2 separate regions of the Bombyx mori genome follow, and region 2 is linked to region 1. The links are chromatin contacts, called in public Hi-C maps. All regions are on one chromosome and are shown on one strand. The core of a region is the stretch at or near the end of the contact, and the rest is flanking DNA. Distances in the headings are between cores, read along the strand shown.

Region 1 (7,125 bases), core at 2,170-4,669:
ATTGACGTTCAATGGAAGTTCATTTCGACTAAAGAACTCGAAGGGTACCAACTTAAAGATATCAAATAACATAGCCCTTACAAGTTTGAAGAACATTTAATATGATTTAACGTCAACCACTTTTTTACTAGCGATAACATCGCGTTGTTAGATATAAACGATAAGGTTACGAAGTTTCTAGAACGACTTCATATTTCCTTAATTAAATACTTCTATCTCGAGTGACAATCGGGATTTTTTCGATATTCATCGAGAAACTAGCTACGCTCTTTTCATTATTAATAGCGGTATAGTTTACGGATAACTAAAAATAGCTTGGAATCTGTACTTTTTAATCATAATTTATGTTCATTATCACATTGAAGAGTCACATATCAAAGCTAGGGTGCAATCAAATTATTATCTTATGAATTTTGTAGTAAGCCTAGTAACTAAATTCTAAAAATTTTCAATTAATCGTGATGAACAAAACACAAGAAGACGGAAGGATGAGTAGTGATATTGTTACTAATACTCACCAAGTGATGACCGCAAAATTTGTAAATATTCGGCGTGCTTTGCTCTATAACAGATCTGTCTGTCGTCATATTGAGCTGGGACATCTGGAACGATATGGGAAATTATTGTAATGGTGACAAACGTGGCGTTAATTTTAGAGCGGTGTTAGGGTTCATTAAGACGAAACCAATGCCGGTTTTTTGAATGATGTAAACCCATTAAGAAACCGTTCCGGAAAACGCAAATTATAATAACGAAGATTCGTGGCAAATAATTCATGCTTCCATGCTAACATTATGAATGTAAAAGTATTTTATGTGTTTGCTTATCCTTCTTTCACGTGGAAACGAAGCAACGGCTTGACGCAAGATTTTTTAAAAGTTATAGTTTTAAGTCGAGTAAGTGAAGTAAAAGACCCGCCGGCCGGTCACCGAACCGTTGGTCAGATCAGTTTACTGCGATGACTGGACTCTCTGTTTCGACCGCCCTGAGTGAAGCCGAAATCTGTAGGAAATGGAAGCTGATGGTACAAAGAGACACGAAGGGCTTTCAGGGACACTGCCTTCAGCAATGAAGCTTGCGACTAAGAAGAAGAAGAAGAAGTGACAGTGGCTGCGTTTTATCCCGAAAAAATATCTTATTGCCACAGAAAATAGACTGATAGTTTTCCTTGAGCACGCGGGTACAGTCACAGTTAACAGCTGGTATCGAATAAATTTCAATTGCAGTACTGCATTTTACTATTATATACTAGTATTTTTTTCTTGGCGATGGATTGGACGTATATGAAGTATGTGAGCTTAGAATCAAAGTCCTTGACGAGAGCGATAGCCGCCACCTAGAGTGTGAGGTTGCGTTTTTTTCCTAAAACAACATTATATGCCGGCATATAGATCCTAAATACAATTTGGTCAAATAAATAAATACTAGAGGTCCCGCAGTAGTCGAAATTCGACTATAATTAATTGGAATTGTAAGTTTGTACACTATTATGATTGTATTTTATACTTCTATAATAAAAAATTTCCCCAAGACTACACTATAAAAAAATATTAATAAAGACAAACAATATTTAATCTCAATTTGACAACAGACGTCAGAACAAGTTTGACAATAAATAGTATGCATGCGTGTGTACGTCAAATACATGGTATGTAGTGTGTGTAATGTTTTCTTTATTCATTTAATGTATGTATCTTTTATGCATTATTTTAAAAAAATATTAGCCATGTGCACTTCTTCTCTATATTCTCTGTAAGTGTGGAAAATTTCATACTCCTCCGTCCGTGCAAATTTTCGTAAAAAGGGATACAAAGTTTTTGCTTCACGTATTAATATATAGATAATGCATATTAAAATAATCATCTGTATAAACCATAAACACGGAACGATGGTTACGTATATACGGAACCGCAACGATGTGATAAACTTAAGCAAAGATGGGCGCGGTGCGAGTCAAACGTGCGCTTCGAATGTCGTTAATATAACGATCACTAGTTCGGATGGGTAAATATTAACGTATTCTAAAGTGGAAGCCACGAAATTATAATTAGAACGGCTAGTTGAAAACAGAGCGATCTGCAGTTTTTTTTCTGCCTATTCTGATAGCCTTGAGAGGCTATTTCAGCGTAACCTTAACTAGTAGGTGAGCTCACGGGGCTTAAACCTGACGACGTTGCTAACACGAACCCTATCGAGAGCCGTGCTTCGCAGAATCTACAAGTGCGCGACCCACTGAAAAGATCCGGCGATACACTCAGAGGGCTGATCTGCCGCTGATAACTTATAAAAGCCAAGCGTTGCTGCAATCTATCTGCTACTGTTTATAAACAATGCTTTGCTTAAACGTGTTTGATCTAACTGAACATCTGGTACTAATCGTGCAATTTCTATAAATTTTAGAATAATCCAAAAATCAGATTAATCGCATCTACATCTACATGTGATCTACATCTACATCGTTTGGGACATCTACGCCTAGGGGTAGAGGTCCCAAACGATGGTCGGACCAAATAGCGGAGGAACTGGGGATACCTGTCAGCGACGCACTCCACCGGGCTGCAGGGTGGGATCGATGGAGACAGCTGGTTGACGGAATCGGACGGAGTCACGATCCTCAGCAGTGAGAGACCGATCGAAGAGAGAGAGAGAGAGGACGAATTGGCTTAAAGGATAAGTCGTTCGGTGTACCTACTCGTATCAAGCGATGCTATGTCGGTGTTCACGCAGGCAGATACCATTTTGTCTAATGAGATACTTACTTAACTCATAATCACAAATGACTTCCACCCTGACGGAATAACATCGTCTAAGTCCCACGCTTGTATTAGCTCACCATTGCAGCAATACCAAACCACATCCGTGCCGTAAAAATGTACATACCGCAAAATAAACATACTATAACATAAACATAATGAATTTATTATAATTCTCATTGATCTAAGCAGCGTAGCCATGCGCAATTTATCCAAATTATTTAAAGACACTGCTGTGAAATAAAATTCGACCAATTTCGTACACATCAAAAACTCTGGACCGTACAGAAAATCTTTCACTAAAGCCCTTCGTTGCTTGAAAAAATAAATATAGGGAATTTTTACTAGCATGAAGATGTGAGTAACCCAAACACACAATGTTAAGTCTGGCCGGAGCCCACAGACTTTACTAAGTGAGCTGAGACCTGAGATAGAAGTCTCAATTGTATTGTATAACGGTTGTCCCAGTTGCCCCCACCCATGATACAAGAACGCATGACTTCTTCGCGACTGAAATGGACAGAATTACGTACCCCCGCAAGATTACAATGCACCCTATATAAGTATAAAATTGAATTGAGTTGGCAAACTTAAGGACTCCACCGAGAAGGGAAACTTACTGATTACTGCTCGAGTGCCTTCGAAGGAGGCCTGAGATCCACGGGATTGGAACCACGACCTGTCACGTCACTCCTCGAAGAGTACGGAGACCTGTGCTTTGTCTAGACCGTGCACCGAGCAAGAACCTGAATTTTTTTTCTACCTATGCTGATAGCCTTGAGAGGCTATTTCAGCTTCTCCTTGACGTGTAGGTGAACTCACGGGACTCTAGCCGGGAGTTGCTAACACTGGCCCTAGCAAGATCAGTGATTCGCAGAATCTACCACTGGATCGGAAACGCGACCACTAAGAAGATCCGGCGAGAAACCCATTGGGCTATGTCTATGGGTTAATTCACTCGTCGAGCCCTTCGTCGCAAGCGACTGGTTTGACTAGGACGGTGACCGGTGCTTGTGGTACCTAAAAGCATCATTAATGGATCGGGCGGGTCCGTAATGAAGTGTTTAGGGCGACGTCGATCACACATACCCGATCCTGTTTACCGTTCGGGCCACAGGATCGGGTATGTGTAAACCTGACGCGACCGCGGGCTTACTTTATATCAAGCTAGAAGGTCATAGCACCACTCTAAGACACTTAACCTTTCTGGTATTGGCTGGCCGAAAAGACTAGCCGGGGGTAATGAACCGTACATTGTCAAAACTAACTCAATTCAAAAATAACACATGTTGCAAACGATTAATGATGAACATTAGCGTCGCTTGATTATATTTAATTGATGCTCGGAAATACTGAACGCGTATTGGAACAGAGTAACGATCGTATGTCCTTTTAAAATATCCAATTACTGATTCGGAGCGCTTTGTTAAGCCTAATTAAGCAGTAAAAATAAAACGAGGAAGTGGTGGCTGTTTTTTTGAAAAGCAAAACATCTAAACTCAATGATATTTTTGAATTCGAATTCCTTTGCAATATTTTATCATGCAACTAAAATTGTCTTGTACACAGCAACCAACTTTCTGAAAATATATATAATGATATTTGTTGGGTACTCCAGATTAAATAAACAATAAAAAGCTTAATTGCGTTTTCTGTTATATTTATAACTAGCGACCCGCCCTCGCTTCGCTTCGGAAACTGTAATTTATTATTGATTTTTCCACTATTTAATGGATGTTATTATACATATAAACCTTCCTCTTCAATTACTCTATCTATTAAAAAAAAACGCATTAAAATCCGTTGCGTAGTTTTAAAGATTTAAGCATACCTAAGAATATAGGGCCAAAGAAAGCGACTTTGTTTTTTATACTATGTAGAGATGAGAAAACAACATTTAAAGCCCAACAAATCTAATAAAACTTATATTTTTAAACAAGCTGAACTTTCTTTTTACTGAATGTCAACTTCACTGAATGACATATATGAAAAATCCTTTTTAGAAAAAAAAAGAAAGAGAAGAAAGTTTTATACTATGAAGGTTTTTCTTTACATACATAATTTAGATTAATTTTAATTCATTCATTCATAAAGGCCCGCAAGAAATTGATAGAGAGAACCGAAGACTGAGCCCAGTGGTGTGGTTTGGGAGAGAAACATGCCCAGCAGTGGACCATTACCGGCTGAAGATGATGATAGATTGGAATAAGGCCATATTATATTGTATGCGATTTTTGGTATAAGATTATTTAAACTATTGACTATTGACCACTGAATTCGTTAGAAGTTGAGATACCAAGAAAAATAGATCAGCTAAGAGCTATTCTTCAATAGAACCGATCATGTTTCGACTTTGAGAACTACACATTGTTAGTTACGATTTTCGACCCTTGCATCATGATGTCTATAGGGTTAGATAGCCAGCTTGTTGATCAAAGCACGCCACATATCAATTTTCCCAATCAGGTGGTAAAACAATAACGAACAAAAAAATAATGCTCTACGTGCGAAAGATCTGTACTCCGAAGTGAAGAGGTTATCATAGTTCAAACTCTGAGGTAACATTCAAAGAGATTGATAACATCATGAGAGTTCTTGGAAGTGCTCAATGCGCAAGCGCGGCTGTGGTGATAAGAACATTACTACCCACATTAATAAATTTATTGGACATCGCTAACACATTTTACAATGACATTAGTTTTCTTCTTAAAATAAATATTGGTTATTTTAGCGAATAGACAAATAAAAATTAGGGATACTTCAATGAATGTATGAATGTAATCAATTCATATTTTCCCTCATAGAATTGAATTGAAACTCGAAACCGCTGCAACAACTATGGACATACGATACAACAAGAACCACTTAGCTTTACCCTCAACAAATAAAAACATAAATTCTACAATTACTTAATTTAAATTATAAAAATATCTACAATAATTTCAAGTTTCAGGACAATTAATACATTTTGATTACTGTTTCTTTTTCGTTAATTAAATTCTTGGTACAAAACGAATCGAATCAGTTCAATAGTTTTACATGTAAATAATACAACTATAACATAATACAATATATACACATATGCATCATTAAAATATGTATGGAAATCACGCTTCAAGGTGTCAGAACAATGATCATTGTATACAAATGACTCTCAACTTATCCGACATAATTCAGAGATACAATTATTTGTCAATTGTTTCTCTACCAATAAATTAAGGCGAATTTCAAACATTTTTAATGAAGCAAGATAAGATAAGCTATTTTCCGTGCACCAGCATAAATGAAGAAATGATTCGACAGCTAATGAGAACCAAACATTTAACGGAAAAAATTTGGACATTGTCATATTACGTTCATGGAAGTAAGCATTTGTTAACATTATAGTCCACCTGGTGTTAAGTGGTTACTGGAGCCCATAGACCCCTTCAACGTAAATGCGCCACCCACCTTGACATATAAGTTGTACTCAGTATAGTTACAACGGCTGCCCCACCCTTCAAGCCGAAACGCATTACTGCTTCACGGCAGAAATAAGCGCGGTGGTGGTACCTACCCGTGCGGACTGACATGAGGTCCTACCACCAATAGTTGTTAGTATCCATTGCAACGTTCATAAGGGACTTTGTCTATTTCTTTTTTTCTTTTAATTCATTCGTTTTTGGTTCTATGAATTATATTTTATCATTATAATCATTGAGATTTTGAAATATCGAACAGATAAAAATATTACTTTTCATTAGTTTTTCACGTTTGAAATTTAAAAAAACAAAGCTTAATTAATATTCTAACGTTTCGTCGCAGACGTGAGTCATTCGGTGGCTAACGGACTCTCTCACGTTCATTATTTGTGGACTTTGGCAACAAAACTGAAACAAACTTATACAAAAAATCTAAAACGAATTGTGAAATTAGCATACGAAGCATTAACCCTTTATTCGTCAGAAAAATAAAGGCTTATTCTTATTCTATAAAATTAAAAACTGCATACTTTGAAACATAAGATTGTATGTAAGTAAATCAAAATAAAATAAATTACAGCTGTTTTATTTTTACATTAATATTGTTTCGATTGTTTTACAGTTTCTGTAAATACTGTTTATAATCAAAGAAAACAACTATAAATAAATAAATAAATAAAAAAACAGATGAATATAACCTCATACAATTTGATTTACTTATCACGCCTGTTGGTATCAATCTAGACTAATAAATTTCTACATAACATATTACGTGTTAATAATTATTTTTAGGAAACGTACCGAAAACTAAATAAAAATGTCAATGCGGAAATACGTGGGCGTTTCCAACATTCTTCGTAACGCGAACTAACGAAGTGCCGATCTCTAAAATAAACCAACAAACAACAATA
Region 2 (7,030 bases), core at 188-2,687, 45 kb after region 1:
GCTTGGATGCATTTGGCCATTGTTGGCGAAGCGCGACTTATCGGGTCCGTCATGAAGTAGTCTTCGAGTTGCTTCAGTTTCACATCTAATTTACCAGACAGGGATTTCTGAAGGCTCTGTGAAATTTATATATTTTTATGCCATCCATATTACGTTATAGATACCAGATACAAGATCAGAATAAGTTTTTTTTTACATCAGGGCAGACCAACTAGCAGGTGACTTGAGGTTAAATGGTTACTTGACACCACAAAAGTGCATTCTACAACTCCTCCGAGACACGGGTCGAAGGTTCGAACTTTTTTATTTTTTATTGCTTAGATGGGTGGACGAGCTCACAGCCCACCTGGTGTTAAGTGGTTACTGGAACCCATAGACATCTACAACGTAAATGCGCCACTCACCTTGAGAAATAAGTTGTAAGGTCTCAGTATAGTTACAGCGGCTGCCACACCCTTCAAACCGAAACGCATTACTGCTTCACGGCAGAAATAGGCAGGGCGGTGGTACCTACCCGCGCGGACTCACAACAGGTCCTACCACCAGTAAGAACTGGAACACATTTACTTGCTTTTTAGTAATGGCAACAATGTGGGCTCATAATTGTTTTTTTATTGCCCTTGTAGGCAGACGAGCATACGACCCACCTGATGGTGAGTTGTTACCGTCGCCCATGGACTTCAGCAATGCCAGGGGCATAGCCAAGCCACTGCCTACCATTAAGCACTCCCCACAAGCCTCGTATGAAGAAGAAATTGTTCGTTGAAATTGTCACAATAGTTCCCTTAGCGAGAGTTGTAATACACTCTCGGACACATCAATTGGCCTAGTGTTTTAAGTTTTGACGGTCCCTAGCAAAAAATAAACGTTAAAGTTAGGTTAGGTAGGCAGTTTCTTTTCTTTTTCATAATTCTAAATTTGAAATTTTAAAAAGCATCATCAGCTTCAAAACTGCATAAAAACTTATTGCTCTACCTAACGTTTGTTTTTAGCTAGGAACCGTCAAAACTTACAACACTAGGTACACCGATAGATGTGTCCGGGAGTGTATTACGATACTTTTTTTTATTGCTTAGATGGGTGTCGTCCGTTACACAATGACATTGTTTTTACTTATTCCAATTATTATACTCTTTATGCAAAACGCAAGCGTATTTTAATTTACTCGATTTACTAAAGAAAATTTATAAGAAAATGAAACCCATTTTATCTCATCACAGCCCGCCTGGCGTTAAATTGTTACTGGAGCCCATAGACATCTACAAGGTAAATGCGCCACCCAGCTTGAGATATAAGTTCTAAGGTCTCAATATAGTCACATACCTGTGCCAGAGCCGTCGCCTGCGCGAAGTAGTTGTTGTCCTGCACGTCCCCGTAGGCGACGAGCGCGGGGCTGATCTCGCTCATGCGCGCGCGGACCTCGTCCAGGTTGTCGTACGGGAGCCGCTCGCCCACCACCTCCGACAGCGCCCTGTCGCGTCACAACACTTACATTACAGGACAAACGAGGCCCTTGGGCAGTATTAAGTGGTAAGCGGCGGCTTGGCTCTGCCCCTAGCATTGCTGAGGTCTATGAGTGAAGTTGATCAGGCTGTATGCTCGCCTGCCTACAAGGGCAATAAAAAAAAAAGTTAATCATCATCGGCCGTCCCCTATTGGACATTGATCCAAGCTTCATTGGTATTCCTTCACATTATCATGAAGCGTGTAAAACAATGCTTGGATAATTGTAATATGCTAAATCGACACATAACGAGAAACAATATTAGTTTCTAAACATAAGAAACTTATCAAAGTCATACGAAATACATTGACGTGTCAGCTGATTTCGTATCGATTTACATTGCATGCTATACAAAAAAAAATATAAATGGTATTTTTCTATAACCATTATATTAAAGTTTCAGAAATCACGAAATTTCAACAAAGAATATCATCGACACACTGCCTATATGTACAAAATTCATTCGACCAGTATATTAGAGAGTCTGACGTAGGGCACGCGATTTACGCGCGTATTTTGAATATCGCGCGATGCTTGCGGGCGCGATGTATTAGCGCCTATAGTAGAATTATTTTGTCCGTGCAGTTTGGGTCATAAAAAATCGGAGCGGTGAAGCGAGTATTTCGCTCTCTCTTCCACTCACGAGCCCTATGGACGGGCATAGTGATGCGCACTATTGTTGTCGATAAGCGTTATCGATAGTGTATTTAGTTTTGTCATTTTGTGGGTTAGTGATAAATATGAAAGAAAGAATCACTAATCGAACACTTACACCACATATCGCCGCAGCAAGTTAACGATAACGGCAAAAATTAACACTTTGTAACTTTTCGGGATTTATTCTTATTTCAGTGAAAAAATTTAACATATTGTTGATAACAACACGTTCAAATATTATTTTGAATAAATTCTGCCGTTTTGATACAAAACAAAAGAGTAGCCGATTACTCATTTGTTTTTATCGTTAATGGCGTTGCGCCCGCGCCACAAGCTCACCGCCCTAGCCGGGCTATGTTTTATGACCCAAACTGCACGGACAAAATAATTCTATTATAGTATCTCATAAACGTTTCGCGGCGAATTCGCCCTTTCTGGATCAAATCTTATTGGTATTATTACTCTAAGAAAAATCATTAAAAATTTGTATTGGATTTGGAGATGCCCACTTCCCCCTAATCTACGGTACCGAATGATCTTCCAGTCGTCCCTGGCCTTCCCGGGCGGCGACACGGCGAGGAGCGTCTGCTGCGCGCGGCCCTCCGCGTTGACGTAGGTGGCGCGCTTCTCCGTGTAGGCGGCGCCGGGCAGCACCACGTCCGCGATCTGCGCGCCCACGTCGCCGTGGTGACCTGCAACCATAGCAACACTATCATTAGCCTCTTTTTTAACGCTGGGGTATCCGTTTACTGATACCCGGCCGAGAGGGGTAACAGACCGGGTTATGTCGGACTCCGGCGCCTCCAGAGAAGAAGAGGGAGAAGAAGAAGACCAAAGTCCTCCTCTTCTTCCTATTCCTACCAGGATACTACGCCTTGAGAAAGGCACGCGAGGCGCTGCGCGGCGTCTACCACGCAGGATCCGTCCCGCACAACCGACTACCGACTAAACCCCATCGAGCTCCACCACTCCGACTCCACCAAACCTACGGTACCGCACAGTGCGCGCCGAAGAACACTATCATTAGCCTGCACAATTAAATACCATCAATCGTCCTATTCCTACTGCTTTTTTTTTTCCTACCTAAGCTCATGGTCTAGCTAGAGAGACCATATCAGCGTCACCGAGCTAGTAGATGAGCTCACAGGACTCACACCTGATGACGTTGCTAGCCCGGACCGTAACAAGAGCCGTGCTTCGCGGAATCTACCACCGGATCGGAAACGCGACCCACTGAAAAGATCCGGCGAGAAACTCAGTGGGCTGTGCCTGAGGGTTAATTTACTCGCCGAGCCCTTCGTCGCAAGTGACGGGTTCGACGAGAACGCTGACCGGTAAGAGAACGATGACAGGTCCGGTTTTGTTTTGCGGTTAGAAATATGGATATTTTTTTAAGTCGTCGTGGCCTAAAGGATAAGACGTTCGGTGTATTCGTATCTAACAATGCACCGGTGTTCGAATCTGGCGGGCTAGTACCAATTTTTTCTAATGAAATACGTACTCAACAAATGATTACAAACAATTGACTTTCACGGTAAAAGAATAACATAATGTAATAAAAATCAATTACTGGTGGTAGGACCTCTTGTGAGTCCGCACGGATAGGTTCCACCACCCTGCCTATTTCTGCCGTGAAGCAGTAATGCGTTTCAGTTTGTAGGGTGGGGCAGCCGATGTAACTATACTAGATCTTAGACCTCATATCTCAAGGTGGGTGGCGCATTTACGCTGTAGATGTCTATGGGTTCGAGTAACCACTTAACACCAGGTGGGCTGTGAGCTCGTCTACCCATATAAGCAATAAAAAATAAATAAAAATAAGGTAGGTAGTTTGGACAGCCCTGTTATGAGAGACATCGGCATCTATACCTTGGTATATAACAAAGGCGTCTTTAGGCAAGGCCTCCCGCGTGACGACTCCGCTGTCGGCGCCCAGCAGGTACACCACGCGGGGCCCGCCCTGCAGCGCGCCGCCCACGCCCGGCTTGTACCCGATGTCCAGCGCCGCCACTTGCGATGCTGTGCGCTGGAGCACGTTCAGCACCTGGAGACAATAACGTAACTATTTATCGACTGTCCAAACGACGGTTTAATTAACTGCCTCAGTAATTTCAATACATTTCATGGACTTTTTGGCGGGAGCGCGAGGAGCGAAGTTGTGTGGTTTGTTTTATTTTGTCTATTTAATGTTTCTTCAGGTTTAAATGTGTAATAACGGTGGTTTATTAACTGTTCAATATCTGTGAAAGTGCACAAATGTGGGAAAATGAAACAAAGCTGCTGGACGTAGCTTCTCGGGATCCTCCAAAAAGTCCACTAAAAAAATGTAAATCACCACCATTTTACTGAGATTATATTTCATCACACATCATCTTATCTCATTTCATTTAATTACATCCCAGTAGATTAATGTCTCAAATTAGTCATCTTCATTTCATTTCACTCCATATTATCATTTTTCATAAAATTAAGAATATAAATTAAAATAAAACATGACTTAAAGGTCATAGTTATGAAATTATTAGGTCAAAAATCCCTTAAAAATAAAAAACGATTGTGTGGTTTTATGAAACCACGATAAAAGTGAAACTTTTTTTCACATTATAGACATTTAGCTCTGACAAAGAACATTTACATTAGACACTGACAAAAACAAACAAAATAGCGTCGAGCACTCGCACAAATGAGTAATGGCCTATACACTACACGGTCGGCTGCTGCGAACTATAGGCACCGCCATATTGGCCTTGGCTGCTCTGACGAGCCCCTTTCACTTTATCCCTACTCCGCGGCCGACCGTCACGCGACATGCGACACACAGACGAAAAAGTTTTGAGACGATGTAATAAAAGTTTCACTTTAAAAATACTTTATATTCTATATAGATTAATTGAGAGCCTGCCTTCCAGCTCTTATCGGCGAGCTTGTCGTGCAGCTTGAGAGCGAGCTGCTGCGTGTAGGCGAGCAGCGCGGCTCCCTCGGGCCCGCGCAGCTGCTCGGCGCCCAGGATGACGACGGGGCGCTTGGCTTGCTCCAGCCGCCTGGCCACCGCGTGCGAGCTGGTGCCGGTCGCCAGATCCTTCACTATAGAAGCTGAATCACCAGCGTGCTGAGCGTACCAAAAAAACAAAAAAAATTACATTTAGTTATTACCAGAAAATAAGAGGCTCTCAATGACGGAGTCCCATGCATCAGCCCGCTGAGTTTCTCGCAGGATCTTCTCAGCGGGTCCCGATTCCGGTAGTAGATTAATTCGCGAAGCAGCTACTCTTGAGTTATTAGGTCTCCTTCGAAGGCGCTCGGGCAGTTGTTAGTAAATCCCACCCCTCCTGGCTGAGCCTTGCTCGCCCACCTGTCCTGGTGATACTAGAAAGGCCTCCAGGCCACCAGTAATACTTCAATCATAAAAAAAAGAAATGACGGTGTTATTATTCATCATCAGCCTGTATCGCTCCACTACTGGATGTAGGCCTCTCCCATAGTCCGCCAAAATGAGCTATCCTCCGCTTTCCGCATCCAATCAGTCCACCGGGCAGGGGGGCGTCTGACGCTTCGCTCACCGGTACGTGGTCTCCAGTCCAGAACACGTCTTCTCCATCAGCCATCAATTCTGCGACACATATGTCCGGCCTATTGTCACTTCAGCTTCCTATCTTTAGGGCTATGTCGGTTACTTTGGTTCTTTGACGAATTTCCTAATCTCTGACTCGATCCATCTAAGAAACTTCGAGCATACACCTTTCCATAGCACGCTGAGAGAGTTTGAACTTACGGACCAAACCTACGTTGTTATTGTTGTGTTGTTATAATTAACAAGCAATTCATATCAAAGACCGAACAAATTTGAATGATGCCATATTGGTAGGGCGCCAGTAACAAAACACCCGGAAACCAAATATTGAAGCTAAGGAATCTACAGTTTCTAATTATTATATAGTTTTATTTAAGACTAGCTAGACCCGTCCGCTTCGCTGGGCATTTAAAATTAACATTATTATGTCTCACCCCCACAAAGATTCTCATTATGAACGCCCCCGCAACTGGTGTAAGGATTCCAACACTCATATAAATATTAGCCTATCCATTAAGTACATTTTCTACATGGAGCCACCAAGTTTCAAGTCAATTGGATGCATGGTTTAGTAAATATAACGGAACATTCGTAAAAACCACTGTAGATTTATATATTAGTATATATAAAAATGAATTGCTGTCCGTTAGTCTCGCTAAAACTCGAGAACGTCTGGACCGATTTGGCTAATTTTGGTCTTGAACTCTTTGTGGAAGTCCAGAGAAGGTTTAAAAGGTAGATAAATATGAAAATCTTCGGAATTTAATAAAAATAACAATTTGGTTTATCCTTTGATGTGTCTACCTCGGACTACCTCGGACGGATTCCTTTTGTTTCTTTTAAGGTTATTTTATACAAAAGATTAAATCTTTTATTTCTCGATTGAGGTACTACGAAGTCTGCCGGATTAGCTAGTATTAGTATATATGTAATATCCTATTTACTTTTTTTTTTATTGCCGTATAGTCAGACGAGCATACGGCCTACCTGATGGTGAGTGTTTACCGTCGCTCATGGACGTCAGCAATGCCAGGGGCAGAGCCAAGCCGCTGCCTACCGTTTAATACTCTTCACAAGCCTCGTTTGAAGAATTTATAAAATATAATGAAATCAGAAGTAAGAAACTAACCATGTACTCATAAGTGAGGTCGACCTTGGGTCCGACGAGTGCGACGTCCGTCTCCTTGTGAATGAAGGATTTACGGATCCGCGCGTTCAGGAGCGGCGCCTCGAAGCGCACGTTGGTTCCGATCAGAAGCACAAAATCAGCATCCTCCACGTCTGCAAGCAGCACCCGC

The links. Hi-C and Micro-C count contacts between places; a contact is called where the count stands out from the background.
Region 2: a contact with region 1 is called in a Hi-C map of whole pupa, with 1.7 times the contacts expected there. The contact joins two enhancer-like sites. A contact is called at or near these places in 2 of 7 Hi-C or Micro-C datasets (both in whole pupa).

Annotation. Positions count from the first base shown.
Region 1 is chr3:10,595,117-10,602,241 of ASM3026992v2, forward strand. LOC101740837 (reversion-inducing cysteine-rich protein with Kazal motifs) reads right to left here. Exons shown (of 18, transcript XM_004931661.5): 4 at 519-602. Among protein-coding and RNA genes, the nearest start is that of LOC101740837, 36 kb to the right of the region's middle. Within about 2 kb of position 3,420, at least 1 of the 8 cell types and tissues checked has open chromatin away from gene starts, as enhancers often do.
Region 2 is chr3:10,641,889-10,648,918 of ASM3026992v2, forward strand. It overlaps LOC101740562 (NADH-ubiquinone oxidoreductase 75 kDa subunit, mitochondrial), which reads right to left. Exons shown (of 14, transcript XM_004931660.5): 9 at 6,862-7,013; 10 at 5,064-5,270; 11 at 4,031-4,205; 12 at 2,691-2,853; 13 at 1,324-1,471; 14 at 1-116. Among protein-coding and RNA genes, the nearest start is that of Mir2807b, 8.5 kb to the left of the region's middle. Within about 2 kb of position 1,438, at least 2 of the 8 cell types and tissues checked have open chromatin away from gene starts, as enhancers often do.